Linked DNA regions of Rattus norvegicus: all the other regions are linked to region 2. Evidence: chromatin contacts called from public Hi-C and HiChIP or PLAC-seq data. All regions are on one chromosome and are shown on one strand. Each heading gives the region's core, a stretch centred on a gene start, on an enhancer-like site or on the middle of the called end of the contact. The rest is flanking DNA. Distances are from core to core; before and after follow the strand shown.

Region 1 (4,102 bases), core at 720-3,219, 110 kb after region 2:
ATCCTGGGTTATATAAGCAGGCTATATAAGCAAGCAAGCAAGCCAGTAAGTAGCATTCTTCTGTGACCTTTGCATTAGCTTCTGCCTCCAGGTTTCTGCTTTGATTTCCTGCCCTGATTTCCCTGAATGATGAACTACAAGCGATAAGCGGAAATAAACCTTTTCCTCCTCACATTGCTTTTGGGCAGAGCAACAGGAAAGTTAAGTAGGACAGAGAGGTGGGGGTATAGCTCAGCAATGAAGCGCTTGCCTCAGATTCTCTGTGCCCTAGGTTCAACCTCTAATACTTACCCAAAGAATAAAAAATATAAATAAGTATATAAACTGACGTTAGAAATGGCCTGTAAGCAATCAGGCACTTGTTCCGCCAGCCCAAAAAGGACCCTGCAACAGTGTTGACAATCAGGCACCTTCCTAACCAGTCCCTGAGGGACTTGGGACAAGACACGTCATCACTAGCTGCCCAGAGGAGACACATTTCCATATTACCCCTGTCATGTCCTCCTGCACATGCGCTATGGCTCCAGCCCTTCCCCCCACCCAGGCAGCCTCTGTACCTCTTTCTTTTAATAAACCTAATAAACCCCCACGTGAGACCTGTTGCATGTTGTGATTTTTGTAGAACCTGCCACTTAGTTCCATCGTGGCCAATCCCAAGTTCATGTATCATGATTCCAGCTCTTGGGAGAAATTGACATCTGTGTCAACTTCCCAACAGCTAAGGAAGAGTCCCCAGTTCTCAGGTTCTGTGGGGGCAGTTGACATCCCTGCCACAGCCAGAGGACTAGACCATTTTGTATAAGAAGCCAGCACCAACCTTAGTGTAAAAGGCAGTTTAAGGAGTCCATTCTGGGCCACTGTCGAAGACGCCCTATCACACAAAAGCGTCAATCTGTTCTGTTCAGCCTATCAAAGTTCATGTGTCAGGGCTACCCACACATTGTTTTTCAGAAAGGGAATCCACATTTCCAGCCCTAATTCTGAACCAAGAATTTTTAAGGGGCAGAGAAAAACCTCTGGATTAGTGTTATGTATCCAGAAAATTAAATTAACTAAAGCGTTGGCCCCTGAGGCAGCCAGAGAATCAGTTTCATTTTGTAAATCCAGATCTCCAATAGCAAAACGCATGCTCTGTGAATGGAGCCCCCGTGACTCTCTTCCAATCCCTTAAGCTTTCTAAAATCATTATGTATTACACCGATAAAATAATTTACCCAGAGCTAATTCGTGGTGGAATGGTATCTCAGTGCACAGCCATTTTCTTAGAATAAAGTACCATTTCTTAAAGACAACACAGTGGTCAAGGCAAACTTAGATGGGATAATTTATCACCTTCTCTACTGTCACGGAGATTTGCTTAACAAGTGGGTCTTTGGCTCAAAGTCAGGTGACTGAGACCCCGGAGTTGCAGAGAAAACCAAGCCAGCCACGTGGTGGAGCATCAAAGCATAGATTCGGAAAGGGGGCCTCTTGTGTACAAAATTCCTTGGGAAGGATTTCCCATCTTGTAAGAGCATTTAAGCAGCCAGGTCTCAGCACCACACCAGGTTGAATAAATAAACAAGCCTCGGAACATCTGCTTCCTGGCTTAATCCCATAGTTTGGCCCCGGGGGTGGGTTTTTTTATTATTATTATTAATTAAAAGCCGAAGTATGTATTCTTTCACCATGGAATTTTCAAAACATCAAAAGTACACAAAGAAGTTACTAGAATGGCTTTGATCCCCCCCCCCCCCCCGCCAGGGCATTCAGCACTGAAAGAGGCCAGAGGTCATTCAGGGGTGGAGGGATCCAGAAGCAACAGGTTGAGACTAGAAGAGAGGTGGGGGCAGGCTACAGGCAAGTTCGGCCTAGAGGGGCTTTGAAGGTAGAGGTTTCTGGAAGCCTAGGAGTTTAGCTACTCCCTCAGCAGCCCGGGAGGAGGCAGATAAGCTGAAATCACATTCCAAGCACGTCATCTGGAATGGTAAATATGCTTAGCAAAGTCGGCTTCAAAGAGGGGTCTGTATCTTATCTGAGTGAGGAATTGCTGAGAGTTGAGGAACCGCTAAAAGCCAGCCCTGTTACAGATTTCTCTGTCAAAATTTCTATCAGAAATTATGTCAACATTGCCCTACAGAGAATCCCAGTGGCCGGCTGTGGGAGACAGATTGAAGGGTTGGAGAGATGGCTCCCCGGATGAAAGCACTTACTTAGTGCTCTTAGAGAGAGGACCCCAGTGGATTTCCATCACTTAATCAAGATGGCTCACAAACGTCCCAAACCCCGGTTCAGAGGGATCTGGCGCCCTCTTCCGGCCTTTGGAGGCACCGCATGCACACAGTCCACTTACATGCACTCAAATATTCATACAGGGCTGGAGAGATGGCTCAATGGTTAAGGGCATTGACTCTTTTTTTCCATCACCCACATGGCAGCTCAAAACTGTCCAGAAACTCCAGTTCCATGGGACCTGACTCCCTCTACTGGCCTCTTTGGGTACTAATCAAGGAAAGCTGTGCAAACATGGTTGGCAAACACACACACACATAAAAAAAAATCCTCATAAAACAAATGAACCTTAAAAGAAAATGAATGCCTTGTCATCAGACTCTATGGTATCCTAGAGTGCCCTGTGACAGCAGATGAATGGTGTGGAGTCCCCTCCCCTAAAGGACGAGAGACCCTTTCCAGATCAGATGTTTTAAGATAAGATGGCATATCTAGGTGGCCTTGAAGATCCACAGCTCCAAGGAGTCGTCAGATGACCACATGGCTGGGCCTGAACTGCAAGTGAAGCCTGGGAGAAAGGTCTGCCTTCAAGCCTGGGAGCCTTTAATTGGCCCTCAAAGCAGGGTTAAATCAAAAGATCTGTTCTCTTCTCAAAGACAGTGCCATCTGCATCTGCATCTCCTAGGAGACTCTAAACACCAGATCTTGAGAGGCTAGGCACTTCTTCCAGGAATCCTCTGCAGCAGAGTTGAGCAGGAGATGTGTGAAACACCATTTGCCTGCAGCTAGACTTCTCTGTTTGCCTTTCACAGCAGACAGATAAGACTGGAGATCTAATCAAGACATGTTAAGTAGCCAGAAAGGAAGACAGTCCCAGACACTTCTACTTGGGACCTGACTCTAAGCAGCTGAAGATAAGAGGTTCAACCAGTCCCACTGAGGCAGGGTCTGTGGGAATCAGGGCTTCTGTTCAGGGCTGGGGCTGGGTGAAGCCAGTAAAGAAATGTACAGCAAGCACACTCCGGAGGAAGCAGCTTGTGAACAGAACTTCCCAGCCAGAAAGTGATAGGGCCCCAGGGCACTGGTGGAAGCCAAAAGGGTGGATCGCCTGCTAGCCAATCAGACAACAGAGGCTCTGCATAGATCTCAGCCTGGGTCCCTGGCTGAGCTGCTTGAACTGTGGGAATTCAATGTACTCACCTCACCTGTCCCCTCTCCTCCTGTGTTAATGACTGCTCTCTTACCTAGGGTCTTTGCTCTTCCGTGAACCATCCATCTACTACTAGACCTTTGAGATTCTTCCTAGCTTTTCCTTCCTTTTAAATAATACATATTATGGGACCCCAAAACCCCAAGTAGCACACATTGTACTCATGAAACATGATCATAGCCACCAAACATTGGGGAACTCAGACACCATGGATGCAGTTCCTTCTCTTGCCATAAGGTGGAGATGTTTTAAATCCAGCCCTCACCTGAGGCCTCAGGTCCATGAAGAAGCTAAGATCTGGACTTGGGCCCCACAGCTTCTTTGGAATGAGGAACTAGACCCTCTCTCTCTCCCCTCTCCCCTCCTCTCCCTCCCTCATCCTCTTTCTCTCTTCTTTGCATCAGTTACTGCTTTGTTTCCTTTTTTTGGAGACAAGATCTCAAACTGGCCTTGACCCCCCCATTTGTGGGGGAACTGCTGATCTTTCTGCCCCCACCTCCCAAATGTTGAGACTAGAGGTATGTGCCACCACACCCAGGTATCTAAGCAACATTTCAAGGTTTCCAGAGGTCCTAAGCTGCCTAGGAATTTGCATTTTTAACGAATCCTTTAAGTGATTTCTAAATAAAATCAGTCTCCAATGCGGGAATCAAGCAGCACCCACACAGACCTCAAGAAATC
Region 2 (4,290 bases), core at 193-2,692:
TAGCAGCAGTACAAATAGCTAATACTTAGTGACTGCTGCTTTGTGCTAGACCCTCCGCTAAGTCATAAGCTCTGTACTCATCTAGGTAAGTGACTCGCACAGAGGCTGGCTCCTGACATGCCCTCCAGTCTGGATGCTTTTGTTACCTCCACCCCTACCTCCTCCAACCAGGTAAGTCACCTGCACTTTTAGAAGACTGCCTCTTTACAGCTACATTTAAGGAGTAATTTTTTCCATGTTCTAAGAGAATAAGAAATTCCACCACGAGTGCAAGGATTGATGGGAAGGGGAGCATAAAGAACATGGGAGATAGAAAACTGGCTAGAATTCTGACTCTGACGCACACCCCCTCCCATGTGATCTTGCTGACTATGATAATCTGCATTAACATCTGAAGTCACTTTGAAAATAAGAACGGTAACTGTGGCCGGCGATTATAGTGAGGATGGACTCAATGGGCTGCTGGATTTGGATCTGTGACAACATTAAAGATGATTGCTACCGGCTCCAAGTGGCAGCCTTCCTTCCCTGCCCTCACCACCACCGCAGTCAAAGGCTGATTTGACCTCACTGAGGCAATCAACCCTACAGGCCTCTGTCTGCTCCCGTGAGATGACTCATGAGAGTAGCCAAGCTTGGGCTGCTTTTGCTCCGTTGCCTCTCAGTGTGATCATTCACTGAGCTCGCACGGAGCCTCTACTTCTGTGTGTGAGCCTAGGCAAAGGAAGTGTAAATATGCTGACTTGTATTCTGTTGCAGCCTGCCCAGTGGGCAGCTCTCCTCCCCTTGTAGTAGTTCCCTAAAGCTGAGTTGTTGTTGTTTTTTTAAAATTCTTCGTTTTACTGCTTAACCTCTCCCGGGAAGGTTCCCCCCAAACCGAGCACCGGAGGTCTCCATCATCTTTGTTCTTCTATAGGTACAGGGGGACCCCCCGAGCCTTCAACCCTGCTCCCTCAACTGGCGCTGTTCAGGAAGGAGACAAGGAGGAGTGTTGGCGGGAATCGCGCCGGAGCAGTGGAGGCGCCAGTCAGCCAAGCCTTTTTCCCTAAGTAAATCAGCCGCTCAGTCGTCCCCGCCCATTCAGAACGCCCCGCCCCCTTCAGCCAGGCCCCGCCTTTGCTAAGAACTGCCCTCCCCCAGCTCCGGGCACAGTCCCTACTCGCTCCAGCCTCAAATTGCCCACGCCCCTTTGAGCACGCCCTGCCCACGTCTGCCCCAGTATCGTCTAGGCCCCGCCTCTCCGACAGAGACTCCTCCTCAAAAGTGCGAATCCGTCCCGGGTTCCTACGCCCAAGCCTGAGCTTGACCCCGCCCCTCTCCCGCCCCGCCCACAATTTTGGCACCGCCCCTCCCGCGGTCTCTGCTTGCGCTCCGCCCTCCTCGAGCCCGCTGTTTGCGCCCCGGCCCCGCCCGCGCTCGCGCCCCGCCCCGGCCCAGACCACCTCTGCGCCCGCCGGCGGGGGCTGAGCGCTCTGGGCCGTCGCGGTGTCTGGGTACCTCACCACCTCCGCTGCCTCGATCGCTGTGACTGTGGTTCTCGGAGCGGTGCGCGCCCCCGGCCGGGTGAGCCCCACAGGACAAGGGAGCCGCAGGACCCGTGGGGCGCCATGCGAGCCAGGTAGGAGCCCGGGGCCGGACGGCGCACTCTACCCCCTTGCGCGCTGTGGCTTCGGGCAGCATCCCGGACCCAGGGGCGCGGCTAGCCCCGAACAGCTCCGAACCCCTTGAGCTCCCGGTGCCCTGCCCTCTGTGGTCACAGCCTGATCCGGGCTGCGGATCGTGGTCGCTAGGGCCTGGGGCGCAGGGAAGGCGGAGAGGGGTCGCGGCGCCACCCGCGTGGTTCTGGGGAGGAGCGAAGAGAGAGCGGCTCCGGGTTAAACTTGGTGACAATGCACATTTCAACTTCTTCGGATAGCCCTCCTGGAGGATGAAATTGAAAACTCCAGTTTCTGTCTTGGTGATCGAGTGACCGCGCAGCCCCGAGGTGACAGCGCCGGGGTGTGCGGGTGGGAGCGGTTAGGATAGAGGAGCGTTGTTCTGCAAGTGCTGTTTACCGGGAAGCCGCCCTGCGCCGCCCAGTGTGTCTTGTTAGAGGGTTTGGGGGCCAGGAGGCTCCCCGCTGGGATCTGGCGTTGTAGTGTGCAGGTTTAGGGAGCTTAGTGTGTACTGTGGGGCTGGCTGGCGCTGGCCCTTCCCCGGTGTGGGGCGCTTGCAGATGCCGCGCGGGAGGAGCGGTGGAGAGCAGGCTGGCCGCTCTGCGTACGCAGAAGGTTGTGGAGCCTCGTGGATCTACGAGATTGGAAAGAGAATACCATGCTGGGCTTTATTCATGTTTATTCTTCCCTTGTTAGTGCAGCAGATTGGTGTTCTGTGATTTAGCAGCAGAAATAAAGTTCGTATAACTTTTGCTCTGATTATAAAAGCAATGAGTGCCCAGAGCGGAAATAAACAACACAGGAGATCTACCGCCGATCCCACATTCGTTGGGGTGGGGGTGTCACAGCCTTGTAGATTTAATCATTGAATTATACCTGGCGCCTCCTTGCCTAATCGGGAGAAAACCCTTGCATGAAACCATCCACTCTCTACCTTTCTGATTGTCTCGTGTCCAAAGTTTGGATTTTTTGATCTGCCTTACCACAAAGGCTGTTTCTGATAGTCACGAGTGCCCTTTTGATGTATGGGGTTTCCCATAAGATGGTGGGTACAGATGGAGAGAAGCGGGGACCCGGTACCTCAGCCCAGTCCGTGGTTTTGGTGTCGAGCCTTGTAAAAATGACAGTAATGATTCTCAATCTGCTTCCTAGGCTACCATAAAATTTAATGGATGGTTTGCAGAGCGTTTTTGGCATCCTTAGACGGACAGCGGCTGTATTTCAATGTGCTAGGGAGCATTTAGCTGTTGTACAGTGTCATCTAGGTAGCTAGGTAAAACAAGCTACCTAGAGCTTGGCTCTCCTGCCCAGGAAGCAAGATCTAGGCAGGCCTCAGGGATCCCCAGAGCACACTCGATTCTCCTGTTGGTGCAGGCGAAGCCCTTCAAAGTGAGAGGCTTGGAAGTAACTGGTCTTCTCAAGGATCCTTCCTGCAGCATCTTTTGGACTTGGGCGGGGGTGGGGGGGGTGTCCTAAAGTCAGGGGGCATTGGTGCCTGGGACATGCAGAGCTGTAGAATGCCCTGTAAATGCCTGCCCAGGTCACCCTCCAAGAGAGAACAGTTGGTCCTGGGAGGACACATGAAGTGAACAACCTGGTTTCCCAGCGATTTGTTTTCGGTCTCACGTGTTTACCGATTGAACAATGACCGGCTCCCAAGCTGGCTGCAGAAATGCCAGCAAGGCCTCTGTGGACTTTCCTTCTTTTCCTGTTGTCCCCAGGATCTGGCACCAGGCTTTACTGTTCTTAACGAACAATTAACAGGGATCCAGACCGAGAGGTGAGGCACAGGCTGCCTTTTGTCCTTACCCAGTCTCCCCGCCCAGAGCCAGAGTCAGGCTGGAAGCTTTTCTTCAGGTTCCTGGTGACCCTTTGATAGTTTTGTTTCTAATTGTTGCTCCCACCAGCACTTTGATGTGTCCTAGGTCTGGTTGCAGATGCGAGCTCAGACAGGGCCTTGGAAGGGTCCAGAAAGCTGGCTGGATAAATTGTTTATGAGGCACCCTTCGCTCTGGTTGTTGTTAACAGAAGTTGTGTTGCTAATTTTCTGGGTGGGAGTAGAAGGGGCTGGGGGTGGGGGAATGGGTCTTCCTAGAATTTCTCTTTTGCCGGTTGCTAATCCAGCAGCAGGCTGGAATTATTCCCCTCTGGGCTGTTTGCTTAGACTTTCTTTTTATTCTAATGTTGGTTCTAGTCTGATAATGAGATAGGAGGATGAATGATGAATGGGGTTTACACCCTCGATTCCTGGGAGGCCTCTTGGATTTGAGTCCTCTGTTCCCAGCCAATTAAGAGCCTTTGGCTTTCTGAAGCCAAAAGGGGTGTGTGTGTGTGTGTGTGTGTGTGTGTGTGTGTGTGTGTGCGCGCGCGCGCGCGCGCGTGTTCATGTATGCGTGCGCTTGTCTCTTGGGGAAGAAGGCCATTGGTGTCTCTCTGAGAACCCTTGACCTGAAGGAGTCCAGAGCCACCGTGCTCCTAACTTGCAATCCCAGCTCTAGGCACAGCATCTTAACTCCCAGTTGGAATCGTATTCAGTGAGTAGACAGCTTTGTGGCTTCCTATTGCTTTGTTATTTTCAGGGTTGACACCTGTGTGGGATTGTGTTACCATCTTTCTCCCGAGACTTGGAATCAGG
Region 3 (4,690 bases), core at 1,532-4,031, 98 kb before region 2:
GCTCTTAACCACTGAGCCATCTCTCCAGCCTTGGAGCTTGCTTTCTAACATACTTTTAAGTTCACACTGTCCATGAAGCAGTGTAAGAGGAAGATCTCGAAGGCAAGGAAGCTGTTCCACTTCCTCTCAGATTTTTAAGTCCCCCCCCCAGCCCTCACCCCCTACCCCCACCCCCGTGCCCCTGAAACGGTCCAGACTACCGTGGAGTGTTTTTCTGGCATCTTTAGGTGGTGACTATTCTCAGGCAGTAATTGGTTCTCTTAGTGGCTCCACTGGTGGTTTAACACCTGTGGTTCTGACTGAAATGGCTGCCAGCCTTTAGCCAAAAGTGACAGTTTTCAGCTCGTCTCGAGGAGTCTAGGGAAATGCGTGCCTCAGAGTGTGAAGCTTCAGCAACGCTGACATTTCTGCTGTGGAGGATGAAGAACTAGCTTCATACTTTGCACTGAGGTTCTTGAAGTTCAAGGTGTTTTCTTTGGTGTAGATCATCAGGGCTTCAGGGCCTGTGAACACTACAGATGTCTTCTGCTTGTCTCCAGTCATGGTGTGGAAAAGAGCCCAGGCGCTCCCCTCCCTGAAGAGTTCCTATGCACTGGTTTGCTTTGCCACAGAAGCTGCCCAGGAGTTTACTGCAAGCAAAATTGCCAGTTTCACCCCATAGAAGCCCAAAGGAAAGGGGCTTGGCTGCCGAGTGGATTATGTTTCCCTCAAAACTTTCTCTTCTTTCCAGTTTTAATTTTTAAAACAAATGTGTGTATGGTGTATGCAGTTATATGTATGTTTTGCATGTGTATATATGCTATATGTAGTTGTATGTATGTTTTACATGTGTGTGTGTATGTGGGGGGCACACATGGATATAGAGTACATGTATTCATATGTATATGCATCTGTGTACAAGCAGAAGCCCAAAGTTCATGTGCAGTGTCTTCCTTCTTTGCTTGCCCTCCCCCTATTCCTTGAGGCAGGGCCTGCCAATTGAACCCAGATCTCATCAATCAGGCTGTCTACCCTAACTAGCTTGTCAGGAGAATCTCACGTCTATGCTGGGATTACAAATGGACTGCCACACCTGCCCAGCATTTATATGGGTGCCATGGGTCTGAGCGCTGGTCCTCATGTTTTTATAGCAAAGGGTTTGTTCACTGAGCCATCCCCTTGTCCCTAAAACTGTGTGAATTTCCACAAAGACCTAAAGCTACCTATTTACTCCATTTGGATAAAGATCTTCCCTCTTGAGGCTATCTGAATTTCCCATCCACTTCTCTCCTCCATAGTAGATGTCCCAACCACACTGGCTGCATTTCCTACTATATGGTGCCAGTGTCACTTGTATAGGATTTCTGCCTTCATGCCTAGGGCAGACCAGGATCTTGATGTCACCTCCTGACTCAGGATAGAGGCTCAATTGAATAAGGGAGAACAGCATTTTATACCTGGCTTTGTCTTGCTCCAATCAAATGCCCATAGCTGGTTAATATAAGAAGCAAGCACTTCTTGGCATGACACAGTCATCTGTACTTCCTTCTTCAAGGGCCCCTCTGCTTCATCATAACTCGGTGGACACACCTCATTCTGAGATAGGGCAAGCTGATAGAACCCTGGGGTGACCAATGATGGCCTGAAACAGGTATGCATGAAGTGCAGGTATAATCCTTTGTAGGGGAAAAGGAACCATTTCTGTTCACCAAAATCCCCTTTTCTAATTTTTCCTTGAGTCATTTGGAATCCAAGCACTGTAATGGTTAATGCTTACTGTCAATTTGACAGAATCCAGAATCACCTGAGAGCTGGATCTGTAGGCATGCCCGTGATGGTCATCTCAATCACATTAACGGAAATGTGCCCACTGTGGGCAGCACCATTCCCTGGCTGGGATTCTGAACTGATAGAGAGCTGAGAAGCAAACAACACTCTCTTTCCTGAGCAAGCTCCTGCCACCTTGACCTCCCTACCATGATGGATCCCAGCACCCAGCAAGCAGAAACATGGTTCCTCTCTATCAGCAATCTGGCTAGCTAGGGGGACTGATTGGTGAACTCTAGGTTCAACTGATAGAGTCTGGCTTAGTGAATAAGGACAGAAATGGAAGACATATGGATATCAACTTTGGACCTTGAATTGAAAATTAAAATAAGCCCTTTCTCCCTTTAGTTAATTTTTCCAGGGTATTTTATCACAACAACGGGGAAAGAATCAGGCCAAGCGCCTTCCATGTTATCCCAAAGATGCTAATCTAGAACTGACCAGTAGTGACTTCTGAATGTACACACAGGAACAGAAGTCCTTCTCAGTGCACCGTATCAATACTAAATGCCAAAGGATCATTGACTTAAAACAGTCCAAACACACGTACATACTTGTGAAATCGAAACTGGCTATTTTTAAGGCCTGGTTTTCCTTACTCAATAATGATTAACATTCATTTAAACCGAGGTCGAAGTTCAAATATTTGCAGCCCATGCATCGTCTCTCTTCTGTCAGTTTTTGTACAACCCACTTCCCCTTGCACAATTCAGAGGACCTCCAACTCTACCCCGAGCAAATGCCCCACCTCCCCCACATCTTATTGCAACCGATGTCATAAGAGCACTGACCATGTGGAATCCTCTCCCTCGAGCCTTATTCTAGAACAATGACTCCCACGAAGGTCCAAGCTAAAATTAGAATTAGGCATGTTGAATTAAATCAAGGTTTGGCGAAGAAGCAATTCCTGCCTCCCCTATTTCAACTCTCCAAATAAACAAAGAAGCCACCCAAGGCATGCGATTCTTTCTTGGCAAGACTGCCCGCCTGGGTCACTGGCCATGCTTGTGAATCAGAGGTAGTAGCATCCAGTCCTCAGCCAGCTGGGTTTTCCCAATGCAACACCCACGCCCTAACTTAATGATTAACCATTACCCATTCCTCCTCCTCTCACCACCATTCCTCTTTAGTGAGGTTCAGAGTTATCCCACAGATACTTACGTTGAGGCAGATGTGAGACCCAGATGAGAACACCCCTGAAGAGAAGGAAATGAATCGGTTTGGCAATGAGGGACGTCAGTGCATATGTGGTACAGAGACATCATTATGTCCATTACTCCCTCAAGGAAAGTGTGCAAAGGAATCAAAGAGCAGGAACGCTTGGCTGAAGAGACATGTGTGTCTCTTCCACAGGATGTGTCTATTCCCTGACTCAGAATGAGCTAGTCTCTGAGGGTGTCCATGCACAGGTCTTACGGATAGGGAGCTCTGATGCACACACAAAGCCTTTGTGACTCTCTCATGTATGTTTGTCATGAGCAGAATTTAGATGGGGACTGTCAGGTTGGGTGAATAAGCTTGATGTGCAGAAATACCGGAAGCACTCAGGAAAGGCTGGGACTGAGGAGATTGCTTGGCCAATAAAGCACTTGTTGCCTAAGTATAAGGTCCTGAGTTCAGATCTGCAGTGTACAAACATTAAAAGCCAAGCATTCTAGTTTGCATTGCATTGCTGTGAAAAACCACCATGACCAAAAGCTACTTGGGGAAGAAAGAGTTTATTCATCTTTATAGCTTATAGGGAAATAGGAACGGAATCCAAGCAGGAACCTGGAGGCAGGAACTGAAACACAGGCCTTGGATGCTTCTTGCTTGCCCTCTGATGTTTACTCTCCTTGCTTTCTTATAGCATTTAAGACTACCAACTCGAGGATGGCACCACCCGCAGTGGACTGGGCCCTCCTATGTGCAATATTTTTTTTTAAAGATTTATTTATTTATTATATATAAGTACACACTGTAGCTGTCTTCAGATACACCAGAAGAGGGCATCATATCTCTTTACAGATGGCTGTGAGCCACCATGTGGTTGCTGGGAATTGAACTCATAACCTCTGGAAGAGCAGTCGGGTGCTCTTAACCGCTGAGCCATCTCTCCAGCCCTCCTATGTGCAATATTAATCAAGAAAATGTTCTATAGCATTGCCCACTGGCCAATATGATGGGTGCAATTTCTCAAAAGTTTGTGGCTGGCACATTAGATCTGGGACAGATGTTGCTGGAGACTCTGCTTTCTGGCATCCCCCTTGAGAAATATCTTAGTTAGGGTTTTATTGCTGTGAAGAGTCACCATGACCAAGGCAACTCTTATAAAGAAAAACATTTCATTGGGGCTGGCTTATAGTTTCAGAGGTTCAGTCCATTGTCACCATGGGGGGGGGAGCATGGCAGCATGCAGGCAGATGTGTGCTGGAGGGGGCCAAGAGTTTTACATCTTGATCCTCAGGCTGCAGAAGGGAACTGTCTGCTACCCTGAGCAAACATTATCATATGTAAGACCTCAAAACCCTGCTCCACAGGGGTTCACTTCCTCCAACAAAGGCCACGCCTATTCCAACAAGACCACACCTCCCAATAGTGTCATTCCCTATGGCCAAGCATTCAAACACATGACTCTATGGGGGCCAAACCTATTAAAACCACCACAGAAAACTAACCAGCACACCAGGCAAGAGAACAGATGCCTTCAATCCCAGTGCTGAGGAGGAAGGGAAAAGAGCTCATTGACCAGTCAGTCTATCCAGGACAGGAATCCCTTGGACTCAAAATGTAAGATGCAGAGCAACTGAAAAGACACTTACCATCTACCTCTGGCCTACACACACATGTGTACCCATGTACACATGCACACACATAATCCATGTAGGCACACACAAAGACCAAA

Evidence for each region. A called contact is a pair of places that touch in the nucleus more often than the background predicts. HiChIP or PLAC-seq counts read pairs in DNA pulled down with a chosen protein or histone mark.
Region 1: a contact with region 2 is called in an H3K27ac HiChIP or PLAC-seq map of oligodendrocytes, with 9 times the contacts expected there. The contact joins the enhancer-like site here to the promoter of Sh3bp4 in region 2. A contact is called at or near these places in 7 of 12 Hi-C or Micro-C datasets (the A7r5 cell line, Schwann cells, frontal cortex and 3 more) and 1 of 1 datasets of contacts at active chromatin or transcription factors (oligodendrocytes).
Region 3: a Hi-C map of liver shows a contact between it and region 2, with 4 times the contacts expected there. The contact joins the enhancer-like site here to the promoter of Sh3bp4 in region 2. A contact is called at or near these places in 2 of 12 Hi-C or Micro-C datasets (both in liver).

Annotation. Positions count from the first base shown.
Region 1 is chr9:97,220,857-97,224,958 of GRCr8, forward strand. It overlaps LOC102554430 (a long non-coding RNA gene), which reads right to left. Exons shown (of 2, transcript XR_357195.4): 2 at 4,093-4,102. Among named protein-coding and RNA genes, the nearest start is that of Sh3bp4, 120 kb to the left of the region's middle. Within about 2 kb of position 1,970, at least 15 of the 93 cell types and tissues checked have an H3K27ac peak or open chromatin away from gene starts, as enhancers often do.
Region 2 is chr9:97,106,435-97,110,724 of GRCr8, forward strand. It overlaps Sh3bp4 (SH3-domain binding protein 4), which reads left to right and starts at 1,443. Exons shown (of 6, transcript NM_022693.4): 1 at 1,443-1,618.
Region 3 is chr9:97,007,125-97,011,814 of GRCr8, forward strand. No RefSeq gene overlaps it. Among named protein-coding and RNA genes, the nearest start is that of Sh3bp4, 98 kb to the right of the region's middle. Within about 2 kb of position 2,782, at least 12 of the 93 cell types and tissues checked have an H3K27ac peak or open chromatin away from gene starts, as enhancers often do. A contact at or near this core is called in liver, where this site is marked.